3 separate regions of the Gossypium arboreum genome follow, and all the other regions are linked to region 1. The links are chromatin contacts, called in public Hi-C maps. All regions are on one chromosome and are shown on one strand. Each heading gives the region's core, a stretch centred on a gene start, on an enhancer-like site or on the middle of the called end of the contact. The rest is flanking DNA. Distances are from core to core; before and after follow the strand shown.

Region 1 (4,668 bases), core at 1,351-3,850:
ATATTAGAGCTTTCTATTACCATAATACATACACAAAAAGCCACTTAATTGCTAGTGTTTCAGATATTGTAGGTTGTTGTTAACAGAAACCGTCTTCATGTCAAAACTCCAACTAGGTTATGCAGTTACTAACTATGACTAAAAGAAACCAGCCAATGGAACAAATTATTTAAAAAAAAAAGTTTGAAGATTTAAAGAAAATAACTTACTGCTGTATGCATAGCATGTATGCCATCAGAAACATTAATGTCTGGCAACTCATGGATGCCATTGTTTTCTCTCAGTCGAATTGATTGTTCAAGCTTATCAACATTGCCGCTTAGTTTTCCATGTTGGGATTTCGATTGAGCGAGATCACTTTTATCATGGTATTTCTGATGCAAAACATCAGAGGATCCAGTTGCATCTTTCAATTTGTTACTGACAACACCTTTTGACTGCAGAAATCCCATCTTCAAATTCTCAATATCCTTGACATCTGCCAAAGGTGCAGAAGTGTCACTATTTGGATCTTTCATATATGAAGAAGAATCCAATGCTAGTCTTGTCGCAGAAGATTTCTTCTTGGAAGAAACACCAGAAACTGGTAATTGATTCAGGACTTTTCCATCCCTGTATTGTTCATCTACTGCAGTAAAATTCTGAGAACTAGAATTATTCTTCCCCAGAGATGGTTCAGCCGTCCCTGCAACCATCTTTGCTGCCTTTGCATGTTTATTTGACACATGACCATCATCACTCTCACTAGGAGGTTTTGCAGCCTCCTTTCTTCGCCGTTTCTTGGGCTGCTGGTTAGGCATTACAGGAGGTTCATTTCTTGAAAGAATGAAAAGAAATCAGTGAAGCAAAGTTAGAGGAAATCCACTACTAATGGACTTTTAACATTAAAAGCTAGAATTTGTAAATGTAAAATAAAGCTTAGCCCACATTGTAATTAGAAACATAAAATAAATATGGAATAAAATGTGCAAGGGGAGCGTGACAACCACTAAAATTGCAACATTCATGCTATCAGGAAATGAAGTCATCAGCCTAACTGTGAATCCAATTTTATTTTTCATCTTCTACCCACATATGTGCCTATTTAAGAGAAAATAGTTCATAAATTAACCCAGCTTTAACCAATAAGAGATGTGTGGTGTACAGTTGCTCCTGGTATGCCATAGGATGCATATGTATAGGCAAGAGGATCCTTACTAAAACTTTGTCACCAATAGGTGGAGAAGCAGCAGAATAAGAACAGTTCAAAGAAACTCACATTTTTTCCAATTTTCCCCTATTAACAAAGAATCCATCATGTTTTATAGCTGAATTATCAACTTCAAAATACTCATCCTGCATAATGAACAATGAAGCAACATTATGAACCAATAAAAATACATTCCGCCCTCCTTGTTACAATAAGAATAGCATAACTACAGTTGCATAAAACCAACAAGACACATAAAAGATAGAAGCAATAGATTTTAGTGTTTACCAGCTCGGCATCATCGATAAAAGAGTCTTCTGTATCATATTGATCATCATCTGGAGTCTCATCCAGTTCTTCCTCATCACTGCTATCTTTACCCTGAAAAAGAATTTCACTTCACATTAACATATTAAAAGTGCAGCTCACAATTCTCGCAAACATAATAAAATATAAAAATACCATGTAAAGACGTTCAATCTTCTCAATAACAGCACTGAAACGATTTGGGGCTGGCTCGTCTTTCTCTTCTTTTACAGCCGTTTGTCCCTGATAATGTCAAACATAATTAAGAACGGGTGAAAAGGGGAAAAAGCAATTACCAAAATTTCTTTCAGTTTCCCACATTTTCTAGGGAACCAAGTAAATACTAACGCATTCAGATATACAATAAAACAAAATTCAAGCACAATTAATTGAATAAACTACAAGAAAACTACTAAGTCAAAATTGGAGTAATCACGCATTTTAAGAACATTAAAAATAAGGAAAAAAAAATAAAAAGTGAAAATTAGGGATTGAATAAGCGGCTCTTACAGGAGCGATGCGAGACTGGAGATTAGGGTGGGCATTCGGAGGCAGCTCAGGTGCCGGAGCCGCCACTACAGACGCAGAAGCGGCAGAAGATCCACGGGCCCGGTTGGCGTCTTTGACAAGCTTCCTCCACGAAACATATGTTGTCTCTCCTGGTCGGAGCTCAACCGTGAAAACTTGCCGGTCACCAGCCTTCATCACCTTGGGTGCGACCACTCCGGAGGGCTCACCGGTACCACCAACACTATTATCTTCCATAATCAATTCCGGGTCGGGTAAAACCCAGTGGGTTGATTTATTTGGGAGCAGAGACGCTGCTGGCCTAGTTTAGAACATTAACCAGGTTTGCTTTTAATGATGATCACATAAAAGAGAGGCAAATGCATCAAATGCAACGAGAGAATTTCAAAAGAAAAAAGAATTGGGAACTTAAGTTTCTGATATTTTCTTTGGATCTTTTTTTTGGAGATGAGATAAGAAATAATGCAATTTCGGTAAATCTTTTGGAGGTTGGGTAGAAATTGAAGCCTTAATTTAGTTCTTTTATTTTGTATTTTAATGATTTTTTTTTTTTACTTAGTATAGTAAAATCAGTATTTTTAATAGAATTTTTGGTGATGTTGTTTAGTAAATTTAGTATCTTCGGTGAAGTTTTTAATAATCCTTTTTGTAGCAAATCCTGTTTCTTCTTATATGCGATCAGTAATTAAATTCAAATTATGTTTTTATATTTTATTTGGATAGTATTAGATAGATTTTAGTAAACAATGATTAAAGTCTCAAATAAATTACAATCACTGAAAGATAAAAATTACAATAAGAACAAGACAGATGTCCAAGAGGCCTATAAATTTAGTATCGCGAAAATCAGAAAACTTTATTAATAAAAAAGAGTTTAGGTCGATGATCATGATACGTAGATCCTCGATGTATGTTTTCACCGCTGTTGCAACCTGAAACAACATATGCGAAAAGCTCAAGAGTAAATCAGGTAACTTTAGGAAGCCTAAAAAAAGTGTAAATAGTTAAGTGTGACCATTACATGCGGGAAAGCAGTTATAATTCTAGTAGATGTCATTTTAATAATCGATGGGCGTGCAGTAATCGGAGCTAATATAGACGTGGAGTATGAGTGTGAGCGGTTCCTAGATATCAAGTTGTCTAAAAAGAAAATTGAATTAAATGAAATGTACATTGTTGAAAGAGGCGTCTCAAACTGGTCACTCCACTACATACAACTTTGGGGGAGATGAATTGATATGCCAAAGTTATGATACTTTCAATGGTAAGAGGATTGTTGTTGCCATACAAGTTTGGCAACAAGATCTATATCATGTATCTTCCTCTATTAAAGTCTTTTGAGATGATCGATACGTCCAGCTAAGGTTCAACAACTCTGGCATATTTGTACAGAGTATTTTGTAGGCAACTCAAGAACCAATCGATGAAGTAAATGATTATTGCTATGTCTGCAAACATGAGCGTAGATACATATGTCGTGGTTAGCACTCATCCCTTCCCAATCTTAGGAATTCTCTCTTAATATAATGTAAACATATAATTGTATATAATAACTTAAAATGTACTCAATTACCAATTTTTATAATCTGCTATTGCATTGAATTTTGAATAGATTTAGGGGTCACTCAGATCATACTGTTATAGAATGGACCTTACTTGGATATGATGAGAAGTCGATCAACAAGCCAATAAAGAGGTATGTTGATATTGTGTTCACATCCAATACAATTCATTATTCTTGTTAATGAATGTATTTGCATATATCTGCAATTTTTGTGGATGGTGTGTACCTAGAAAAAAGTGTTCACTATCATACTTGGGACAATTTTTAAGCAATAAGTGTTATTAAGGGTGCGGGTGCTTATCATTGTTTCCATAGCATGGAGTGCCAGCATCCTGACCAGTTGAAACGATAGTTTGGCTTTGCGTAAGATCTTTTGGAATACCTTTAGAACATCGATCGGCTTTCTAGGGTAAATATGAGAAAGCAAGAAAAGCATTGGCCAACAAAGCATGTACCATGGATTTGATTGCACGACAGTGTACAAACACTAGGCAGAGAATTAGCACAAACTAGAAAGATTTAAAAGCGGCTTTGACTACAAGTGTGACAAGCCAATTGTAATATTTGTAAGTGTACAATGGAACACTTAAAGTATTCTAAGGATCGAACCCAAAGGAGATCAGGTGATATGGTGAATGGATAACGATTAAGCATGCATTTAGGAAGTCTAGCTACCTAATGGCTGGATAACGATTAAGCATGCATTTAGGAAGTCTAGCTACCTAATGGCTAAGTAGTATATTACGACAATCCATAAAATGAGGTGAATTAAACTAAATTATATCTAAAAGGACTAAATTGAATAAACATCAAAATCAAAAATATATATATTAATCAGATAAAATAGAGTTGTCGATTAATATCCATGTTGATCATTAGCTCTCCGATTAGGGATCTAATATGCTTAAACTCCTAATTGGTCTAGTTTTACCTCTCAGCCACCATTTTACCCGATTAGGCAATTTAGTCCAATTTACCTCTCGACCTCACTAGACTAAATTGGGAAAATTGAATTTGTTCACAATAGGATCTCCTATTGATCTCACTTATTTAAATGTTTGCTTAGAGTTGTCAATTTTAA
Region 2 (4,668 bases), core at 933-3,432, 560 kb before region 1:
CTCAGTTAAATGAATTACTAACACTTGAAAATAATGAAAGAAAATAAAACCCCAAGTGTGAACAAGAGAAATATGAAAATTATAAGTGAAAGATTGGATTTTTACACAATAAGCTTTATGAACTTGTTTCTTGTCTTCTTTTTTATGTTCTTGAGTTATATTTATACCTTTCATTGATTTCTAGTCGCTTAGAGTAATTAGAGGGAAAATTGAGTTGTTGAAGACATTTACTTGAACATTAAATGCAGTTGTAAGGGCCTATGTTTCGCTACTTGGACTTTAAGTTCTGATACCCTGCTTAAATAAAGTAATCGTTAAAGCTATAGGTACCAGACTCTAAGGTTATGTTCAAATACCTCTTGCTTTAGGGTTCAGTTCCTCTTCATTTGGGGTTCAATACCCCCAAATGTTCAAAAATTGATTTGGCACCCAAAGTTCCAGAGCACATAGGCTTGGGTCCAATACATAGTAATATATATAGACACTTATGCCCAAGGGGTTCAATACCCTTAAAGTCAGTAAGTTGTGTTATGGTATCCTTACTAATGGTATTGAACCATAGCCTAAGTTATGCAAAAAATAAGTTTTAAAAGTACTTTTAGGAGCTTCTAATCTTCATAATTTTTTTTAGATGTTTAAACAATTTTGAAAATTACTTGAAACTATTTTTTTAAGGTTAAACATGAGATCTTATAAAATTTAATTAAGGAAATATTCTGTTATATCAAAATATTTAAAAATAAAAACTAACATAAGAAAACCCGAATACATTGAAGTATAGAGCATTCCCAAACAATCTTCCATTACATTCTTTTTCACCCCAAAGATCTTCCATCAAACTATTATAAGCATATCTAAGTGAAACGATGTTATGGATCCACCAAATCTTTGATTAACAAACTATACACACAAATTTTAAGTTGAAAGTTGACTTGAAATTTCTAAGTCAAATTTATTGATAACTTTGAAAGAGAAGTTACAATCTCTGGATTTCTTTACAAAGAAAACTTATTTGATTCTTCTCTTTGATTTAGCTGTAATCTAAAGTTGTCTAGACTTGGTCTTAGATGGATGTGATTACTTCAAGGGTCATGTTGACTTCTTCTTGAAATAGGTTTGGACCTTCTTTCTTTAGTTGATTTGGATCGAAAGACAACTTTTTTCAGAAACGACTTTTGTCTTCTTCTCCAAATATGAACTGGATTGGAAGGTTGGTTTTCTTCAGAATGGGTATGGTGTTCATCAAAATTTCTTCAACTTCTTCAACTTCTTCAGATAATTTTGATGAGATCTTTTGGGCTTCTTGAACTTGTGAATTTACATAATGGCTTGGGGCCACCTCTTCTTATAGTACTAATTACTTGAATAAAAGAAGGTTCTACAAGTAATTAAAGTCTTTTATTTATTATTTTTCTCTTATTAATTGATTAAATATGAAATAATAATTTAATTTTATCATTTAATTATTTTATTTTTAATTAGGGATAAATTTATCTATTAATTAACTTAAACTAATTAGAGAAAAATAATTATGATGTCATCAAATTTTCACCATGATAAGTTTGGCTTGAATTACAATAACTTCAGCTTGATACGTGACACTTTGTAATTGGTCCGGAAATTTATGATCACATGAATCTCTAGGAAGACCTAATTGTTGTATTCAACTGTCAGACCAAAGCCGCATCGCAGTGTCATCCTAGTGACCACATCAAATTAACTTTATGAAAATCCTAGATTTTTTATAAGTGATCTCTATGGAGCATAACAATTAGCTCTTTCTATTGAATTCAAAGTATCTTATCCAGTCGATAAAAAATATTTTTAATTGAGAGTAACTTATGCTTTGAGAGTTATTTGTGGCTCGTGTAACTCAACCAACTATATCTAAACTTAAAATTTTCATATTTACTTGTGTTTCTATGACATATATGATTTTAAAAAATAATTAAAAAGTTTATAAAAATCGGTTTTAGCTAGGTTCACTAATCAATAGAATTTTTTACTTTTCATTGGACTTGTACCTTGACCGGTTAGTTCAATTCAAAAAATATTGATGAAACCCAATGTTATTAAAACTGGATTGAATCAATCAATTGAATTGAGAACTTGTCTATATATTAGTCTAAACAAGGGGAATAAATGAATCTCTAAATATAAGATTAAATCGAAAATCAATGGTATGTCGAGATTCGATACCTATTTGACTTTTATAACATTGACTAAACGTTGGTGGGTAACCGAGTGAGCCCACTAAGCCTACTCACGCCAAGATCCCAAAGGAAAAACGGTGAAGTGCGGGAGGGAAAAGTTAAGAAACAGAGGGCAGAACCAAAACAAAGAAGAGAAAGAGAAGAGAAAAGAAAAGAAAAGAAAAGGAAAGTCCCTATTCACTTTCTCTTTCTCCTTCTCCTTCTGCTAATATACTACTACTACTACACCTTTCTCGTCCCTGCAATTTTAACCCCCCACCCCACAAAATTCTTTCGCCATTTCACACACTTCCTCTCTGTAATTTCACCTTTCACTACTAATTCAATCCAATGCCTGCTTCTTCTTCAGGCAATCTCTCGTCCCTCTTTTTTCTTTTAATTATTTTCTCATTTTCCGTATCCAATGATAATAAAATTTAAGTTACCCTAATTACGTTTTTCATTTTTCCTAGAATTAATTTTTTTAATTTTTTTTTTTGGGATAGATGGTCGAGGTAGATGGAAGCGGCGGAAGCGAGAGCGAAGATTGAAGCACCAGCTGGAAGAAAAGGATGTGGTTCCGGAGGAAGACGATGAAGAAGAGAACAACGATGACCTTGACAACTCCGGGGACGATGCCGCCGGTGTCGCCACGGATCCATCCTTACCGGGCTCCAGCGAGAGTGAGGTCCTGGCCGGCGGTGGACTTCGCATCTCGGAGTTCCCTCCCGTGGTGAAGAGAACCGTGAACTGTCCTCACGGTTCCGTAATGGCGATCGTGGCATCTGAACGGGCGGGTTTGATTGGGGATAGTAAGGTGCATCAGCAGGTTGAGCTGGCGGTTTTGGAGAATGTTTCGCACGGGCAGATACAGTCGGTTTCTACGGAAGCTCCCGTTGTTGATCCGGAGAAGTATGTGATCACCCCTCCTCCTATAATGGAGGGTCGTGGTGTTGTTAAGAGGTTTGGGAGTAGGGTTCATGTCCTGCCAATGCATTCAGGTTCGGTTCCGCTGTCTCTTTAATATCTTCATGCTTTAAACTTTTGCCTGGTTTCAATTTTGAGTCTGACTTTGGCTAGCCGAAAGAATAATCTGGAAACAAGTTTAGGGGGTTTAATTTCAACAAATTTCCTATAAATCAAGGGTATAAATAGATGGAGCTTATTTATATTAATTGACTGTAAGTGGTATTAAGATGTAGGATTGAAGAGTTTCAAAGGTTTGACTTTCGTCTGTTTCTCGTAGTGAACGCAAGCTGCTAATATTTGGTGAATGTTCTTTCTTTGTACCTTTCAAAAAAAAAAAAGTTCTTTCTTTATCATCTTGAATTTAAGATGCACTGTTGGAAAAGTCTTTTGAGAAAGTATATAATTTAAGGTCCTTTTTGTATTTGACTGGGGAACTTTATAATCGTTTTTTTTATGTGAGTTGATTAGTATCTAGACTAGACCTTCTTTTGATTGGACTCTAAGAAATGTCTTGAATCTTGATCTAGCTCAGACAGGAGATGTAATCTAAATTAAAACAAAAGTTAAGCAATTTAAACTTGGGTTGGTTTTATTTACATGATATGTGTGTCGTGTCATGTCATGTCATGTCATGTCATGTCTAGCATTAGTAGAAGAAATATGCATTATAAACTCCAAGCTTATGTTGCACCCTCTCTCTTTGTGAACTAAAATCTTCTTATTCGTGTATTAATAATTGGTTGTGTTTGTGGGTTTCCTTGCAAGTAGAGTGGTTTTCACCAGCCACAGTGCATCGTCTAGAAAGACAAGTTGTGCCACTTTTCTTCTCTGGGAAGTCACCTGAACACACGCCAGAAAGATATATTGAATGTAGAAACCAAATAGTTGTCAAATACATGGATAATCCTGGGAAGAGAATTACAGTTTCTGATTGTCAGGGGTTGGTAAATGGTATCAATAATGAGGATTTAACTCGGATTTTTCGGTTTCTTGATCACTGGGGAATCATCAATTATTGTGCAGCTGCACCAAGTCATGAGCCATGGAAAGTTGGATCCTACTTAAGGGAGGAATCAAATGGTGAGGTTCATGTGCCATCAGCTGCTTTAAAGTCTATTGATAGTTTGATCAAATTTGAAAAGCCGAAATGTAGGCTTAAGGCAGCAGATGTTTATTCCCCATTGTCATGTCATGATAACGATGTCTCTGACTTGGACAACAGAATACGAGAGCGCTTATCTGAAAACTATTGTAGTTCTTGTTGTCAGCCTATTCCCACCTCATATTATCAGTCACAAAAGGAGGTATGTGACTTTATGGCCATCTTAATATTTATATTTTTCATGGTAAGCCTTGATAGTTCTTTCTGATGTTCATCTGACCAATTCCTTGCTCCATATGTACAAATTTTACCTTGAAAATTTAATGAACTGCAGAAATATAATTTAATGAACTGCATACCATGTATGAAGGGATGGTTTGTGCAATATTTATTAGTAGTTTTTCC
Region 3 (4,668 bases), core at 748-3,247, 520 kb before region 1:
TACGGTAAATAGAAGAAATGTATTCTCACATGTCTTAGATGAATATAAGTGGTAGCTTGTATCGAGTGCTTCATTTAAGTTGTTACCCGATAGATCATTGCGTTGTAAACCAAAAAGTCGACCGACGTTGACTCAAATACGTGACAACATGAATAGTCATGAGAAGTCAAACCAACCGAGATTATGCAGGTGATGTAGGAACCTGGGCCATACAATACCATTATGTCCACATCGAAGTGATGATACAAGCATAACACATCATTAACATCAATTTTGTTGAAATATTAAACACGCGTTTTTGTCATACAATACAAATCAATAAGTTATACAACTTTCTTCCATTATTCATGTACAGTCTTGATTTAATATTATGAAATGATAATAAAGACCAACTTTAATGAAAAAATGATATTGATTTAAAAACATAATAATGTACAAAATCGATACAATAAAAACGTTTGATATTTATTTCAATGTGAACATAAGAAGTACAATAATAAAGTAAATCAATCTAATCCCCGATTAGAATATGTGTTACATCGGGTTAACCAGCGGTTGCGAGACGGATTCCTTCTTGGTTCGACCTCCGGTATAGGTTGTGGTCTTGGCCTATCATCTTCTTCACCTTCATTTGTGGTTGATTACGACTGATTGCTCCTTGGTTACCCGTGCATCCTCCTGTCTAGGAATATGTGGTTGGGTAAATGATCCACCTTGGTAGAACAATGATCCTGGAGGTATTTGAGGCACCATCGGAATAGAGGTATAACTATATTGTGTCCCATACATCGATGACATAGCAATTGGACTCTCGGTCGGTGCCCGAATCATAGATGGCCCATACGTCGTCGTTGGCATCGTCGTTGTCGAAAATATCGATGGCATCAGCATGTAATACACCAGGGATAAAGGTCCAAAAACAAAACCTAGCATCGAAGTAAAAGTAGAAAAATGTGGAGAAATATATAATGCTTGTGTGAAAATGACAGGGTTAGTATACGCACCAGAATAAGACGAGACAAACTGACTTAGGGGTGGTGCGGCTATCGGTGTTGGTTCTTGTGTAGGTGCTGACAACGGACCCACCTCGCTAGACCTTGGATGTATAGGCGCCTGTCGTGACCTCCTCGTATGTGGTTGTCGACTCCTCGCCTCTTCCCCTAACAAGTATAACTTGCCATAAACCCTAAACCATTGTATGTACTTCGGATCGTAGGCTAGCTCTGGAACGACAATGACCTCGCTAGTAGGTAAAAACTCGTACATATTGTTCCACATGTTGATATATTGTGCGTGGAATATCAACCTATTCTCATCTATCCTCCCTTGCAAGTCGATAGGATGTAGATCATCGAGGTCTTGAGGTGCCACTGAAATTTGTTGCCTGAACTCGAATTGCTGCAACACTCTATCCGACTCGTACATCTCTACAGTAGTGTTCACTACCAATAACACCTTCACATGCCAGATGTTGGATTCACCAAAAATTTCGATGGGATGCATTCTTAAATTGTCGGATCCTCATATGACATCCATTCAAACATAGTTATATATATATATATATATATTACTAATTAAATAGCCATTGAAGAAAGTAGCACCTTACTCTTAGGGAAAACACTTTCACCTGGAGGTATTTTCAGGTAACTTAACTGAAAATGCATTCAGCTGAAAATATTTTACTTACAACTGTTGTAAGCGTTTTCCTGCAAAACATAAATTATGATAAATGCTTTAGATTGAGCAGAATGGTATGCATATGCTAACATGTTTAAATATGCATTGAACTTCTCATGCGGTCATGTCTATTACTCAATTTGCATATTTCTTAAACATATTGTGTTCGTGTTTTTTTATTGTGATCTGTAGCATCTTTCTTCATCCTCCTAACCTTTCTGAATAAAATCTCATCATAAATAATTAAAAAGGCAAAAAACGAAAGTAGCTATGTATACTCACCAGCTCCCCAGCCAGTTCTCATCCCAAATGCTTACTGGAAATTCCCAATGAACTGAAATAACCAAGGGAAAAAGATCTTATCATGCTTAATCATGTTATATATGTCTCAAACTCGAATAACGTCAGATTTTCAGACTTCTGTTGGAGCTTTAAACAATGGCAAATGCATCGTATAAAACAGTGGATTGCGAATCCAGGCGATGAATTTATAAGAAAAAGGATCCAATTCGGGACTTCTAGGACTCACTGTTAGTGACACGAGAAACAAGAATGAGCTGATGAATCCACCTAGAATGGTGAACAGTTCTGAGGACGCTAATTTTCCTCGAAACATCATTTGGAGTGAAAGAATGACGGTAAATAGAAGAAACGAATAGAGCATTGAATTTCTTGATCCTGCCATGCTCTTTAAACCCTCAATGCGCCGCCGTACGCCGCCGGTCCCTCTCCGTTGCGATATCGATACGTCAAATTTCAGAGAAAGATGTATTCAGAGAAAACGAACTGCTGGTAAAGGAGAGTGATTTTGGTATTATTTGGAAACTGTAAGGGTAAAAATGTCAGAAGGTAGATTTTGGTCAAAGTGAAACGACGTGTTTTTTGGGAGGGTACTGCTTTTTAAGAAGACGAAACTTCTTTCTTTTTTCTCTACCCGGCGGCAATGGAGTCGCAGGACTTACCGGAATGTCCGGTCTGTTTGCAACCGTACGACGGCGCGTGCACGATCCCGCGTGTGCTCGCGTGTGGCCACACGGTGTGCGAGTCATGCCTATTAAACCTCCCTAAGAAACTCCCGGGAGCAATCCGATGCCCCGCGTGTACGGTGCTCGTCAAGTACCCACCGGAGGGCCCCACGACTCTCCCCAAAAACATCGACCTCCTTAGACTAATCCCCGGCGGCTCTGAAAATCCCCGAAAACCCGTCAACAAATCCAAAAATGTCTCCAATCTCCCTTTCCTCCCTCGTTCTTGGTCCGACGAGTTTTATTCCAACTGGAAAAGCTACCTTCTCCGTGACGATACCGTTGAGAGAGACCAAGTGAGCCTTTTGCCTGTTGGGTCTTTTTCAAGTGGCGAGGAGGATGGTTCTTTGTTTAAGGCTGGATATCTCGTGAGAGTTATGGATTGTTTGCGTGAAATGAAAGAAGAGGAAAGAGAGGACTTGGGTTTAGTTTTAAGAGCTTTTACTAAGCAAAATTGTAGAATTTGTAGAGTTTTGGGTCTGTGGGGTGATCTTGGGGATGGGGTTCTGTATTTAGTGAGTGAGAAGCAAAAATGGGGGAACTTTTTGGATAAGGACTTGGGGTGTTTTGAGAAAGAAGGGGTTTTTAATTTTGCACTGATGGGTATGGAAATGTGTGAGGCAGTCATTTCTTTACATAAAGAAGGGTTGATTGCTGGTTGCTTGAGCTTTTCTTGCTTTCAATTGGATGATTTTGGGCATATATATCTTGATTTGAATGAGGTGTTATTGACTGGAAGGGGAATTCAAGATATTGTTGCAAATGTTGGATTTAGTGGGAACAAGATTGGTGACGGAGAAATCGGTATGTTGTTTAAAGATTTGTTGAAAAGGGATGTGTTTATTAGCCCTGAGGTGTTGCTTAAGCTGTTAGAGAAAGAGGGTATTGGGGTAGAGTGTTGTAGCTTGAAATATCCAATAAGATATAGCTCGGATGCTTGGTTGTTAAGTTGTATTCTTCTTAGGATTGTCAATGAGGATGTCTTTAGTGATGAATGGGTTGAACATATGTGCCATATTATTGTGAAAGGAAGTGAAAATAGTGAAATAGATTGTTCAAGTGTCTATACAAGTTTGATGGAGAAAGTGAGTTCTTTATTGGGAACTAAATTTGGTGCCGAATGTGCATCTTTGCAGCAGATTCTATGTAAATGCTTGGATCTTGATCCCGAGAATCGTTCACTAGCGGGAGATGTGTGGAAATGTATTAGGGAGCTAGTTATTAAACCTCAGTTTGATAAAATGGTGAAATTGGATGGTGCAAGTTATGATGAGAATGGAGGTCGATGTATGGTTGTTGGGAAATTGTGTCTGTTGTCCAGGGAAAGAACCGAAACACAGGAAAAATATGAGTTACCAGGAAAAGAAGCAAATGGTGCAACAGACATGGTTAATGGTCTTACAGAGGGCAGAATTAAATGGAAAGATTTGCAAGGCCATCTTGATTGTGTTACTGGATTAGCTGTAGGAGGTATAGTTTCTTATCTGTCTTTAACGTATGCTGTTTCAATTTTGATACTGCTGACTGCTAATTGGTGGAAAGGGTTCTTAGTAGTTGATACCTTGTTATGGCTTTTGTATTTAGGAACTTTACAAGCATAAGGCCTGTGAATATTTGGTAGTTTGCTGCCACTTCTATAAAATGCAATAAAAAATTTTAACTTAGCATTCGCTGTTGCATGGTGCTAGTCCTAGTATAGTCATTATCCACGTTACAAGGATTCCTTTTGTTAATAAGGTGGCTGTTTTGAGGCCTGGGTGGGAGGGCTTTGGTGATTTGCATTTCGATCATTGAAACAGAGTTTCTTCCATTACACAATTGCGTGTCACATGATCCTGGACCATGATTCTTCGAACCTTAAGCTGCCTCATATCCGGTTAAACAATGTTGTTTTACCCTTCTCTTTTCCTTTTCGATGTTAATGGTATGCTGGATCTTCTTCTTGACATATATGGTTTTAAATGAT

What was found. A called contact is a pair of places that touch in the nucleus more often than the background predicts.
Region 2: a contact with region 1 is called in a Hi-C map of leaf, with 2.0 times the contacts expected there. The contact joins the promoter of LOC108457191 here to the promoter of LOC108489647 in region 1. A contact is called at or near these places in 2 of 5 Hi-C or Micro-C datasets (both in leaf).
Region 3: a contact with region 1 is called in a Hi-C map of leaf, with 3 times the contacts expected there. The contact joins the promoter of LOC108457125 here to the promoter of LOC108489647 in region 1. A contact is called at or near these places in 2 of 5 Hi-C or Micro-C datasets (both in leaf).

What each region holds. Positions count from the first base shown.
Region 1 is chr3:124,375,756-124,380,423 of ASM2569848v2, forward strand. LOC108489647 (ubinuclein-1) reads right to left here and starts at 2,601. Exons shown (of 14, transcript XM_053025861.1): 1 at 2,006-2,601; 2 at 1,652-1,738; 3 at 1,478-1,570; 4 at 1,259-1,335; 5 at 210-816. The coding sequence starts at 2,260.
Region 2 is chr3:123,811,732-123,816,399 of ASM2569848v2, forward strand. LOC108457191 (SWI/SNF complex subunit SWI3C) reads left to right here and starts at 2,183. Exons shown (of 7, transcript XM_017756101.2): 1 at 2,183-2,562; 2 at 2,699-3,193; 3 at 3,930-4,465. The coding sequence starts at 2,544.
Region 3 is chr3:123,858,531-123,863,198 of ASM2569848v2, forward strand. It overlaps LOC108457125, which reads left to right and starts at 1,998. Exons shown (of 7, transcript XM_017755985.2): 1 at 1,998-4,172. The coding sequence starts at 2,621. LOC108457127 reads right to left here and starts at 1,704. Exons shown (of 2, transcript XM_017755987.2): 1 at 1,005-1,704; 2 at 394-926. The coding sequence starts at 1,503. The coding sequence ends at 628. It also overlaps the pseudogene LOC128290401.